Regions from separate parts of the Hordeum vulgare genome. Here all the other regions are linked to region 3. A link is a contact called in public Hi-C data. All regions are on one chromosome and are shown on one strand. Each heading gives the region's core, a stretch centred on a gene start, on an enhancer-like site or on the middle of the called end of the contact. The rest is flanking DNA. Distances are from core to core; before and after follow the strand shown. Region 1 holds the start of LOC123411346 (probable tyrosine-protein phosphatase DSP2). Region 2 holds the start of LOC123410788 (lysM domain-containing GPI-anchored protein LYP6). Region 3 holds the start of LOC123409624 (phosphoserine phosphatase, chloroplastic-like).

Region 1 (4,189 bases), core at 1,543-4,042, 180 kb before region 3:
ACCACGCCATGCGGGCGCAAGCACGAGAGAGAGCCACCGTACGCTACGCGCTGCTTGCGTCAGCGACCGGGGTCGCCGCCTGGTGCGGCTCCTTCCTCTCGCGCGTTGCCTTTGGGCTCAGACGGTGCGGCCCGTTCGCTCCAAAAAAAAAAAAGAAAAAAAAAAAGGACGGTGCGGCCCGTTCGCTGGGCGTGCGTTAACGGCTTGGGAAAGGGGCCAATAAATAAAATCGCCTTTGTAAAGGAACCCCCGTACGTACGCCTGGTCACGTGAGCGCTCCGGCCTCCGGGTTTTGTTGCAACGGCCTTCGGTTAACCAAGCCAAGCTTCGTGCTCTGCACGGCTTCCGCAAAGGCTTTATTTTTCTTTTTTTGTGTGTGCAGTTTTTGGCTTCTTGCTCAAGGCTCAAGCTGCTGCCTATGTAAAAAACAATTTAAGATAGAAAGGAAACCAACCTACTGGTTCAGGGGCAGTGCCGAAAGAAAACGTTGCATGCATGTGTGCTGGATAACTGTTGCACTTGTTTTTCTTTTCGAGGAATTTTTCTTGCAGTTGTTAACCCTTGGTAATTCTTCTGGATATTTAGATCAAACATCTGACGATTATCCGAAGCTTGCCTATGAAATAGGATATGGTGTTATATATCCGCGTGAATCGGATTGGACTATTCGAATGTCAAAATCTTGTATCTTACCCTATAAAACCAGATTCGGAAACGGTTTAAAATTATTCTTACCACTTTCACACTCATTTTTCTACTGCAATTTTAGGATTAGTTAATGATGTGCAATCTAGCAACTGATACCAACAAAGGGGTAGAGCGAAAGATGGTCCATGTGTAGTAGACAATCCTTTCAATTGTTAACCCTTGACAATTCTTCTACAGTAAATATTTAGATCAAACATGTGATTATCCAAAGCTTGCCTATGGAATATGATATGATATGGTATATGAGCATTATCCTTTTGAATCATATCCTATGATATTTAGCTGTCAAAAATCTTGTTAACATATCCTTTAAAACCGGGTTCGAAGACGGTTTTGGTTGAAAATTATCCTAACCACTTTCACATTTATTTTTCTATTGCAATTTAGGATTGATAAATGATCTGCAAATTTAGGGTAACAAATTCCAACAACTGATAGCAGTAGAACAAAATACCTCTCCATCCTGCTATTGGTTACATCAACACATTAGACAGTGAGAGATTACATCAACACCTCATGTCTTCCAACATTTTTGTCTTTTCCACTCCACACCATCGTCCACTATTTCACCGACACTTCATCGCACTATCTTCACATGATAGCTCTAATTATTATGTCACTGTTCCATGATGTGGCTCTGAATTGAAAAAGAAATGTGGCAAGTTTTCAACGAATATATCCGCAATTTTTTTCCGTCAAGAAAGCAGAATGTCCAAGCTAATGTATAATGATGCAAGAGTACATGACACACGGTTTTATCGTAAATTTTGTATGTTATGTTGGCTTCATCGCAAAAAGTGGAACATAAATTGTGAAGCACGAACCAAAGCAAGAATGGTACTACCTTCGTCCAAGTGTATAGGGCATGCACGTAGTTCTAGGTTATCAATTTAACTAACTAAATATATATTATATGCGATACAAATTACATATTTATAAACTACATCCCCGCATGAATCTAATGATATATTATTTATTACATATAATACATATTTAAGTAGTTAAATTAACGATCTAGAACTACGTGCATGCCCTATACACTTGGACGAAGGGAGTAATAATGTTGACAAGTCGTACATTTCTTTCTTCTTATACAGTCTCTAATCGCATCTCTAGTATGACTCGACATGTAGGTGGATCTTACTTACATTTTGCTATAGATGGACAGTGATGTGCATTGAAAAGTGTTGACATCTTGACAAGCCTGTAGTACACGCAGCTGGAGTGGCAATAACATACGTTAACATCAATGATCGGCCTATATCACCGTCCCTACTATTGAGCATCAAATGGATAGGATGAGAGTTGCGCCCACGCTGTGAAGGAAAAACAAATTTACACTTATAGTGTCTCCTCGGTAAGATGATTTCAACGTTGTGTTAATCCTCAAACAATTTGCTGGACTCAATCGACGGTTGTCTTCGGTAGATTTGCTCAGATTCGATCTTCGTTCGTCTACATTCATGTGCCTTCAGGTTGAATCCTTCTGATTTACATGCCTTCTCATCATCGGCGGTTGTTGTTCTCTTGTGTTGGTCCTATGTGACCTTAACACAACGACTTTCCAATTATCTATTGCAACAAGTTTTGTCAGACTTCGACGAGGAAGCAGTTGCAGCAAGTTTTGTCATCGCTTGTAGTCGTCGATAGATGGCCTACGGATATGAAAGTAATTTTTCTTATTTATGCGTTCGTTGAACTATCGTAAATAAAAATGAATAGACTAAAGTTTTTCAAAAAAATAAAATCCTGATGTACTTTTGTAAAACCTTGGGGATAATCTGTTGAACCACCGCACTCCTTCTCAAGATTAAATCATCAGGATTCAGTTTGACGGGATTAAACTACATCACACATGAACAATGATGGAAACCAATTATGCTAGACACTCTAGATGTCATAACACACATTAAATCACCTCCTTATCCCAAAATTTCACCTTTCCTCATCATCAAGCTTTTTTTCTTGGAGTTCCCTTCCTCCAATTACCCACCTTTTCCCCCATCTTGCAACCTTTTGGAGTTTCCCTCCCTTCCTTCCTTCATCATCATCTTGTCCTATAAATAACCTCTTGCTTCCAGTTAGGCCATTACACCCACACCGCTCAAGCCATCACGCACACAAAGCACACCCATCTCGTTGGGATTTGACGGTTGTGCCCCCGCCCCCGCCCCCGTGCGCCCGGGAGCCATCATGAAGCTGGAAATCATGCCCAAGCAGAGGGCCCTGGAGGCGGGGCAGCGGGAGGAGGCCATGGAGATGAGCGGCCTGGAGCTGTGGAAGCACGAGAAGCCGCCCAAGATCTTCCCCATGCCCCCGCCGCTGCTGGCGGCGGGGGCCTGCGGCGACGAGTCCACGCTCGTCCCGCCGCTCAACTTCGCCATGGTCGACGACGGCATCTACCGCTCCGGCTTCCCGGCCGCCGCCAACTTCCGCTTCCTCAAGTCCCTCAACCTCCGCTCCATCGTGTGAGGATCTCCCCGCTCCGTCCGCATGCCTGCAATTGTTTTCGCGCTGCTCGTGCCCTGCGGTTTCTGTTTCTGACGTACGTCCGCCGCCTCCTCGCTCGCGCAGGTACCTCTGCCCGGAGCCGTACCCGGAGACCAACACGGAGTTCCTCGACAAGAACGGGATCAAGCTCCACCAGTTCGGAATCGAGGGCCGCAAGGTAACCAAAGACGAACAATCCGGCTTGCTTTGCTTTCCCTTTATGAAATTCTCTTCTCTATACGTTGTTTCTCTTGATGCCAATTCTTGGAGAAGGTAGGATCGCAGCTAGCTTATAGATAAGAATAGGATAACCATGATTACTTTCCGGAAGATACGAGAATTGCTCGCCAAGAACCGAGGTCGTTGATCATGTCGCTATTACGTACGCATCCTAGATTAATTAGTACTGCTCGCCTAGGTGGCTCGGGGGAGAATCCAATGCATCCCTGGCTGGATTTTATTTGCTGTCAACTGGCTTGCCTAATAGGCGCATCTATCTCCTTTCTCCTACCACTGGTACTATCTGGGGATTTTTCAAGTTTTACGCCACATCGGCCGTGGTCCCTTTCAGCATTGGCTTGATTAATCGACCCAGCTGTGCTGCTCATTTTAAACAATAATTTTCCTAATATTCCCAATGGTTTCTGCTAATTGGTTTGCTCCTGTGATAACAAGGCTGGTAGTGAGTGTGCATAGTTCCCAAAGCATCTCCATTATCCCCTTTCATTTTTTCCTTAGTTTTTCTTTTCGTTTCTTCTTTTCTGTTTCTTGTTTCAGTGGTGGTTTCACTGTTTCTGCAAAGTAGGCAATTCAAGGACTAGTTGTTTTTTGGTTTTTTCCTTGCAAAAACGTCGCAATTTATTTGGTACATGATTCTTCTTGTTTGTGCTTCAGTGTGAGCAGCTCATGGGACCTGTCTGTAACTCCTATTCACACCATATGCTCTTTAGGTTGTTTTAAGCAGCTTTAATGGTCCCAACAGGCTAAGCCC
Region 2 (4,268 bases), core at 646-3,145, 130 kb before region 3:
GCTGGTGGGACAGCCCAAAAGGGCCCTATGCGCCATACAAAGGAAAATCAAAGAGAAAAAAAAGGGAGGTGGGAAGGAAGGGAAGGACTCCCACCCACCAAACCAAGTCCAACTCGGTTTGGGGGGGGAGCCTTCCCCCCTTGGACTCGGTCGACCCCCTTGGGGCTCCTTGAGCCCCAAGGCAAGGTCCCCTCCCTCCCACCTATATATACGGAGGTATTGGGGCTGATTTGAGACGACTTTTCCACGGCAGCCCGACCACATACCTCCACGGTTTTTCCTCTAGATCGCGTTTCTGCGGAGCTCGGGCGGAGCCCTGCTGAGACAAGGTCATCACCAACCTCCGGAGCGCCGTCACGCTGCCGGAGAACTCTTCTACCTCTCCGTCTCTCTTGCTGGATCAAGAAGGCCGAGATCATCGTCGAGCTGTACGTGTGCTGAACGCGGAGGTGCCGTCCGTTTGGTACTAGATCGTGGGACTGATCGCGGGATTGTTCGCGGGGCGGATCGAGGGACGTGAGGACGTTCCACTACATCAACCGCGTTCTCTAACGCTTCTGCTGTACGGTCTACAAGGGTACGTAGATCACTCACCCCCTCTCGTAGATGGACATCACCATGATAGGTCTTCGTGCGCGTAGTAAAATTTTTGTTTCCCATGCGACGTTCATCAACACTACTCCCCTAGCCGCCACCCCTCGAGCGCTCCGTTCCTTCGACGAATAACGCCCGACGGCCGTATGTAGTTCGGCGGCCACAAGGTGTTTGACAAAATACCTGCAAGGTATGTATTGCTTAATTTTATATTTCTAGATGAACTTAATCTAGTTTGATTGGGCTTGGATCATTCGTAGTTTAAATTATATTTGAATCAAGTTTGTAGATGGGTTTGTCCTATGATTTTTTCGATGAAGAATTTGATCTCCAAGAGGAGGAGGATATCTTAATGATCCTACATATCCACGTCAATAAGAGAAGGAGGATATCTTAATGATCCTACCTATCCACGTCAATAAAAGCTGAAGCACGGTGGTTCAATTTTTGGTTGTCAGGATTTGTGGAGGAAAATAATTGATGCCCTCAACTAATTAATGAGAAACTACTTTGGGGAGAATCCCACATATTCCACATCATACTTTCGGCGTCGTTTTAGGATGAGCATCGAGATATTCAAACACACTGTGAAGAAACTAGCGAGGCATGATCGTTTTTTCAGCAAAGGAGGGATGTCATCGGAGAACTCGGACATAGCACCTACCAAAAAGTGGTTGTCGCTTTACGTATGTTGACATACGGTATTCCAGCGGACTATTTATTCGGTTGAAAATAAACAATTTGTTGTATTTATTCATGAACTATTTGTTGTATTATTCATGAATTATTTGTTTGAGTTGAAATAATAATTGAACTATTTATCGTTGATTTATTTTATGTATGTTTGATTTTTTGGTTATATGATTGAGTGGGAAACGTGTTTGTGGTGGACAAGCGCTGTATATTTAGCACCCCTGCTGAAGCATGATCTGTGATGTCGCTAAATTTTGTAACATCCGTTAAAGTTACAACACGTCAACGTTCAATTTTCTTTAACACGCATCTGTTGAAGATGCTCTAAGCAATGAAAACAAGGCAAATCATCAAAGTACTTATAATTTCCCACAGAGAAAAATCAAATTACCCGACATTATAAATAGAGTTGGCCACGAGATATCGGTCCCCTCCTCCCCTCCCAAGACACAGATTCCAAGCACGAAAGTCTCTCCGCCAGATAACAAACGTCCCTCCCACCGACGGCTGGGGTCCGCAGACGCGGCACCACATGTCATTGACTACTGTCCACCTGCGTGGCATCCACACCGTTCGTCTAGTCGGCAGTCTCGGCTCCTCCCCGAAAATTTCGATTCCCAGTTTGCACACTGTGGAACCAAAAGCCGAGACACAGCTCGAGCTCAGCTCCCCACCCCACTCCCCCCTCCCCCCCCCCCCCCCCCCCTCCCCGAGGCCCCAACCCTAAGCCCCTCGCCGGGCCCCAATGTCGAGGCTGGCGGCCGCGGCCGCAGGGGCGCTGCTTGTGATCCTCGCAGTGGTGGGTAGCGCGGCGGCGAAGACGACGATCGAGCCGTGCTCCACCGCCGACTCGTGCGCGGCGCTGCTCGGCTACTCGCTCTACGCCGACATGAAGGTCTCCGAGGTGGCGGCGCTCTTCGGCGCGGACCCGGCGGCGCTCCTGGCCGCCAACGCGCTCGACTTCGCCTCCCCCGGCGCCGCCAACCGGATCCTCCCCGCGGGGCTCCTCCTCCGCGTCCCCACCCGCTGCGCCTGCGCCGACGGCGTCCGCAAGTCCGTCTCCGTCCGCTACGCCGCACGCCCCGCCGACACGCTCGCCACCGTCGCCGACGTCGTCTTCGCGGGCCTCGCCTCCGCCGACCAGATCCGCAACGCCAACGGGCTCGCCGAGGCGGACCCCGACGCGCTGCTCGACGCCGGCCAGATTCTCGTCGTCCCCTTCCCCTGCGTCTGCCTCAACTCCACCGACAACAACCTCCCCGCCGTCTACCTCTCCTATGTCGTGCGGGTCGGGGACACCGTGGAATCCATCGCCGCCAGCCACGCCACCACCGTCACGGATCTCAGCAATGTGAATGCCATGGGGAGCCCCATCGTGGCACCCGGAGACATCCTTGCAATTCCATTGTCAGGTAAAATAATCTCCCAATGCTAGTATCAATTATCGTTGCCACCGGCTGCCTTAACACATTCCACATCATTTTCCCACCAATTGTTTTATGAAGTTTCCCCAATAGCCGTGAATGCTTCTTTGCTTCTCCGTTTTATACTTGCAAATTGCAAACCAGATACAAAAAGACCATTGTGAAAGGCTGTAAAGCGGCAGATTTGTGATACTTTAGGCCATGTTAGAAATGTTAAGCTTTTTTAGACAAAAGGCACGGGGCCTGGCTTTATATTGAAAGCTAATGATTGTTTGCATACAACATACTATGATACTTACCAGTTTGCAGCCCAGACCCAAAAGGATAGAGCGAGGAATGGAACTACGGTGAACAATTAAACACCAAAGTATCCTAAAAAAACATCAAAGTATTTTGGAACCAATACTAAAACTACAGTTATTTGCATAGTTGGCGGTTAGATAACAGTGCTATGGTTATCCAGATTCGGAATTTTGGCTTGTGGCAATTACTTTGAATTATCAGATCAAATGCTCATTTTGGTGTTTATCTATATGGATCTGTATGCGTTATTTTCCTCGCCTATATTCACCCATAACCCGACAGCCTTTTTTACATATAAACAAGTCATCAGTTGACCACAGCTGATTAAATCAGGTCAATCTTAAGTTGCATGCCTTCATTAGGCTGAGTCAGAAGCTTGTGCTGAATTGCCATATTGCTCCAACATTTCTACAAGGCCCAACAAACAGCGGCTATTTGATGAACGTCAATGTTTGGATTTGATGAATGTTGGATGCATAAATACATTTTAATCTGTTTCATATCGGTGGTCCAAGATTGAGATAAAGCATGCTTGCATCCTGCTAGGTTGTAGAAGATTTAACTCTGCTGTGTTTGGTGAGGTACATGTGGCCACATAGGTGATGTGGATATCATGATTGTTATGAGCTCTCATGTTGAGTGCACATATCAATCAGTATGCTAGCTTCACAGTTCCTTTGGATAATAGGAATTAGAAAAGTATTAATAGGAAAAACACAGGAATAAGATGAAACATACTTATAAATGTTAATTGATGGATCTTTACTTTTATTCATGTAAGGGTTCTTTTACTTTCATTTTTGCTGATTGTTAACTATGTTCAGTAGTGATAGTTGAGTTGGGTCTGCTTATCTGCTTTTGGTACCTCTCTGTTGATTATTTTTCTAAAATTGCCTGCTATTTGTTTGTGTGATCAGCATGTGCGTCTACGTTTCCTAACTTTGCTTCGGACTATGGATTGCTGGTGGCAAACGGAACCTATGCACTAACTGCTGGCAACTGTGTGGAATGCAGTTGTGGGCCAGGGGATCTCAAGTAAGTTAAAGTTACCTTGTCTTTTGTTGAATGTAGCTGTATTACTTAAGTGAGTTTTGGACTATAATCTGCATTTTTCTCTTCCCCCACAGTCTGTACTGCACTCCCGCTTCATTAGGAACATCATGTTCAAGTATGCAGTGCTCCAATAGCAGTCTAATGCTTGGTAATATGACTAGCCAGCCCACCAGTGGTGGCTGTGGTGTCTCGTCTTGCAGC
Region 3 (4,205 bases), core at 731-3,230:
TAGACAAACTATTTGTTGCTAAACCTAATTTGTTTAAAGAAAAGCTTAAAATTTATTAGTTGCCTATTCACCCCCTTCTAGTCAACCATATTGATCCTTTCAGATACCTCGAAAGCAGTCCAACATAAAACTCGGATGCAAGTGACTTGCTCCATAGAGGGAAAATCCGGCATTGGAGCTCGGCTGCAAAAAGATACCTCAGATGCAATCCTGCGTTGGAGCTTGGATGCAAGAGGACATCACCGCATGTGAAACACTTCAAACCCGAGGTGTGGCATAAAAATTACAAGACATTAATAAAGGCCGCTAACTTAAAGGGGCTCCTCGGATGCCCGACGTGTGAACTCTTCGGATACACCTCGGCGATCCTCAAGATGAGTGATAGGAAGATTTGTTGAACCAGTTTTCAAGACCGGCGACCAAAGATGAAGAACAGTTCGGAAGAACCGAGGAGCGTCCCCAACTTGAAGACCGGTTCAGGGGGCTACTAACGGTGTCCTAGACTAGGAGTACTCACCACGTCGTCTTCCGGCCAGTGAGTCGGGCCGAGGACCCCCATGGCGGTTAACTAATGGGCCACTTTGGGCAGCCGATGACATATACGAGGAAGATTCCACAAGACTTGATCATCAAGACAAGGGCTCCTCTCTCCTATGTAGTGGACTAGGAGTCTTGTTACCCTAGGCCTGTTGTGCATTATATAAGCCGAGGCCAGGCTAGTCAATAGAAGATGAGACACATCAACATCATTGCCCTTAGGGTTTTGACCATAACATATGATCACGGGGCAGATCAACTCTGTACTCGATACTTCATCATCAATATAAATAAAAGCAGGACATAGGGTATTACCTTCATCAAAAAGTCCTGAACCTGAGTAAACATCGTCTCCCCTGTTTCTGTTACCATTGATCCAAGATCCATAGCTCGGGAACCCCTACCCGAGATATGTCGGTTTTAACACCGACAACTATCATAGAAAGAGATATTTTTAACCGGCAAATAGAGATATTGAATAGCGGGAAACAAATGGTAAGGTAGTACAAAAAAAGTAGTAATTGCAAAATTTTTTGAAAAAACATGAACTTTTTTGATAACAAACTTGCTCAAGCGCTATACGCGCGTATAACTTTTTTTCCGAAGAAATGGCTTTCGTGGTATTGTTGCCGGAAAAGACAAAATCAACACTACATTAGAGTTATACATTCGCTTTATATTGTCCTGCAAACTTTGTTTTTTCTACTCAGATTTTTTAGGGAGTTTCTTTCGATGGGTGTGGGTGGGGTGGGGGGAGGGGTACGGAGTTTTACTTTGTCGAAGTTTCTATACGAGTGTGCTAGTAAGTGAAGTTTGTTCAAATAAAGTTTTGAATATTTTTAACTTTTCTGAATTGTAAAAAAATTGAAAAGTTTTATCAGGTTCATCACAACCAGGTGTATTATGGTATTTTCCGATATCGGACGGGCAATAGTTGTATTTTCCGATATTCCTGGATGAGAGAATATCATACGGAAACCAACATTTGGTGGAAACCGATGAAAACCAGAAGAAAAATATGTTTTGAAGTTTAGAAAAAACTAAAACAAATACTGAATGTTAAGAGGATGATGTTTTATCGTCACGTAAAATTTTAGATCGAAACGCATTACAAGCTGTGAGCTATGAAAAAGAGGAAATCACCTTTAAATAGTGCCAAATAGTAATGTCACTATTCAGAGCTGAAATTTGTCTTTTTCATAGCTCACATCTCGTGATGTGTTTCAACTTGAAATTTTGTGTGACAATAAAACATCATCATATTAACGTTCCATATTTTTTCAGAATATTTTGAAACTTTAAAATATGGTTTTCAAAAAAGAATTCATTGAATGTTGGTTTTCTTATGATATTCTCCCTGGATGGTAACAAAAGCCAATCAGTAGGCCCACACTTGTCATCGGAGGATGGTAAGTTGGTAACATAGTTCAGGTACGTGGTAGGTGAGGAAGGCCACTCCGCCCGTCACCAACCTTGCTTCTGCAAATCCTTGGTATCGCACCTGGCGCGCCATTCGACCGGACGAAGAATATTCTTCCGCTCTGCAAGCGTGAGTTCCCGGAACACGATCCGATCTTTGTTTTTCCGTTCCTTGCTAGATTTCATCCATGCCGCCCTCCCCTAGATTCTCTGTCCGCCATGGGCGTTCGCTAGTGGCGCGCGGATCCACCAATACGAGCAGGGCAGAGCGAGCCGCCGTGAAACTCATGCTCTGCCCTGTACTGCCGCCGTCTGAGGTGATGCGCCGGCGCCGTCCCTCTGACACGGTAGCGGCCCGCAGTGAGCGGGGCGAGGCGAGCGGCCGCGCGCGCTGCTCACCGTGAGGGGGGGAAGGGGGGAGAGACGTCGGCCACGGTGGCAGACAGTCAGCAATCCGTTCTCGGCAGAGAAGATATCATAGTCTACGAAGTAATGCTGTTGCCTGCTGTGCGTATGATTTTATCCGTGCTGCGCCTGCAGGAAGCTTAATTTTAGTCCCGCGTCGGTGTTTGCCACTTTTTGCACCGCCGTGACGCATGCCCACGAGCTGTTTGATGCTTTGCGTCAATGAGTTCGAGCAGGCCCAGGGGCTCGGGCTTTTTCTTTGTGCCAGTAAATGTATCTGTCTTCTCTTGAAACTGGCTGGAGTAACTTGATCTTGGTGGTCGTGTTTTTGGTAAAATCGTGTTTCTTTTGATTTACAGGCAGGTGTGTATGGTATGGCCAGTCCGATCGGTGTACGCACCAGCGCAAGGCATACTCTGTCTGTTTCTCCATTATCTTCAGTTCGATCACCACAGACATCACAGTTAGCGATGAGAACTACAAACCCACTCTTCCCTTGTACCAAGCTCTCTCAAGCTCGTGCCGTGGTGGCAGCAGCAATGGAGGTCACCAAGCACCCCTCTTCTTCTTGTTTCGCCAACCGCCAGCCTTCCAAAGGTTAGTACTACTTACTGAGAATTCCTTTAATTGGTTAATCCAGGAAGCATAGAGGTTAGCTCATGTAACGATTTTTCTGCTTATGTCCAGAGGTTCTTGAGACATGGCGCAGTGCCAACGCGGTGTGCTTTGATGTGGATAGCACTGTATGCTTGGATGAGGGTATAGATGAGCTTGCTGATTTCTGTGGGGCTGGGCAGGCAGTTGCTGAGTGGACGACGAAGTAAATGTCACATTTTCCGTTGTATGTTAGTACTACTAATATCTTTGGAAGAACTAACCTTGGTCCAATGTTCTCAGGGCAATGACAGGGACCGTTCCATTTGAAGAGGCTCTTGCTGCCCGGATTTCGTTAATCAAGCCATCTCTGTCCCAAGTCCAGGACTGCTTGGAGAAGAGGCCACCCAGGTAACCTTATCCAAGTCCGAACTTCAAGTTGATTCAAGAAATTAATCACTAGTATTTAGCTGCCGTATTTGCTTCCTAGATGGGTCTTTTGAGATTCCACAGCTTTGTTATTCTTAATTAGGAATGATAAGATATGTGCGACTGAACATAACAGAACGGTCTTAGGAATGCCTAACTGATTTCACTCGGCTTCTCTTTTTACGCCAATATGAAAAATATTAGCTAGACTATATGCAAAATTGGTCTGGTACTAGTACCACAAGAAAAACAACATTTCAGGATAATACCACCATATAGTCTAAGTTCTTTTTAATACCACTAAATGAGATACAAAATACTACCTGCTTATACGACTTGAGTCTCCACCGTTAGGCCGTTACGTGCCCTGCAACCACAACATAAACCCTCTGATTTATTCACCGTGTGTCTTAAGAAGAGTTTTCCTAATATCTCTGACTACAGAATAATGCTAAGATGGTATTCGTTAGTCATTTATTCAGCACTAAAACAGATGTAATTTTCGTGTTAGATACGCACATTGTTTATTTTCTTGGTTCATCCACATGTTTATCAAAAGCAATATGTTTGTATCTGCAGGATTTCTCCTGGAATCGCTGATTTGATTAAAACGTTATTAGCTAATAATACTGAAGTGTTCCTTGTGTCAGGAGGTTTCCGACAAATGATCGAGGTATATCTTCACTAATTGGCTGCTCTATTGGTATTTTCGGAATATCAGAACATGGTCAAATTTGCCTGTCCTTCAAAAACTTCAAACTTTGATAATTGTTATAGTTGGATGTCACGCCAAGCTTTACTTTTAACATATCTATAGTTTG

The links. Hi-C and Micro-C count contacts between places; a contact is called where the count stands out from the background.
Region 1: a Hi-C map of leaf shows a contact between it and region 3, with 2.3 times the contacts expected there. The contact joins the promoter of LOC123411346 here to the promoter of LOC123409624 in region 3. A contact is called at or near these places in 3 of 6 Hi-C or Micro-C datasets (leaf and seedling).
Region 2: a Hi-C map of leaf shows a contact between it and region 3, with 4 times the contacts expected there. The contact joins the promoter of LOC123410788 here to the promoter of LOC123409624 in region 3. A contact is called at or near these places in 2 of 6 Hi-C or Micro-C datasets (leaf and seedling).

Annotation. Positions count from the first base shown.
Region 1 is chr7H:75,181,731-75,185,919 of MorexV3_pseudomolecules_assembly, forward strand. It overlaps LOC123411346 (probable tyrosine-protein phosphatase DSP2), which reads left to right and starts at 2,793. Exons shown (of 5, transcript XM_045104276.1): 1 at 2,793-3,176; 2 at 3,283-3,376. The coding sequence starts at 2,902.
Region 2 is chr7H:75,229,267-75,233,534 of MorexV3_pseudomolecules_assembly, forward strand. LOC123410788 (lysM domain-containing GPI-anchored protein LYP6) reads left to right here and starts at 1,896. Exons shown (of 5, transcript XM_045103727.1): 1 at 1,896-2,699; 2 at 3,932-4,049; 3 at 4,142-4,268. The coding sequence starts at 2,033.
Region 3 is chr7H:75,359,277-75,363,481 of MorexV3_pseudomolecules_assembly, forward strand. It overlaps LOC123409624 (phosphoserine phosphatase, chloroplastic-like), which reads left to right and starts at 1,981. Exons shown (of 8, transcript XM_045102484.1): 1 at 1,981-2,086; 2 at 2,721-2,958; 3 at 3,049-3,181; 4 at 3,259-3,366; 5 at 3,964-4,057. The coding sequence starts at 2,736.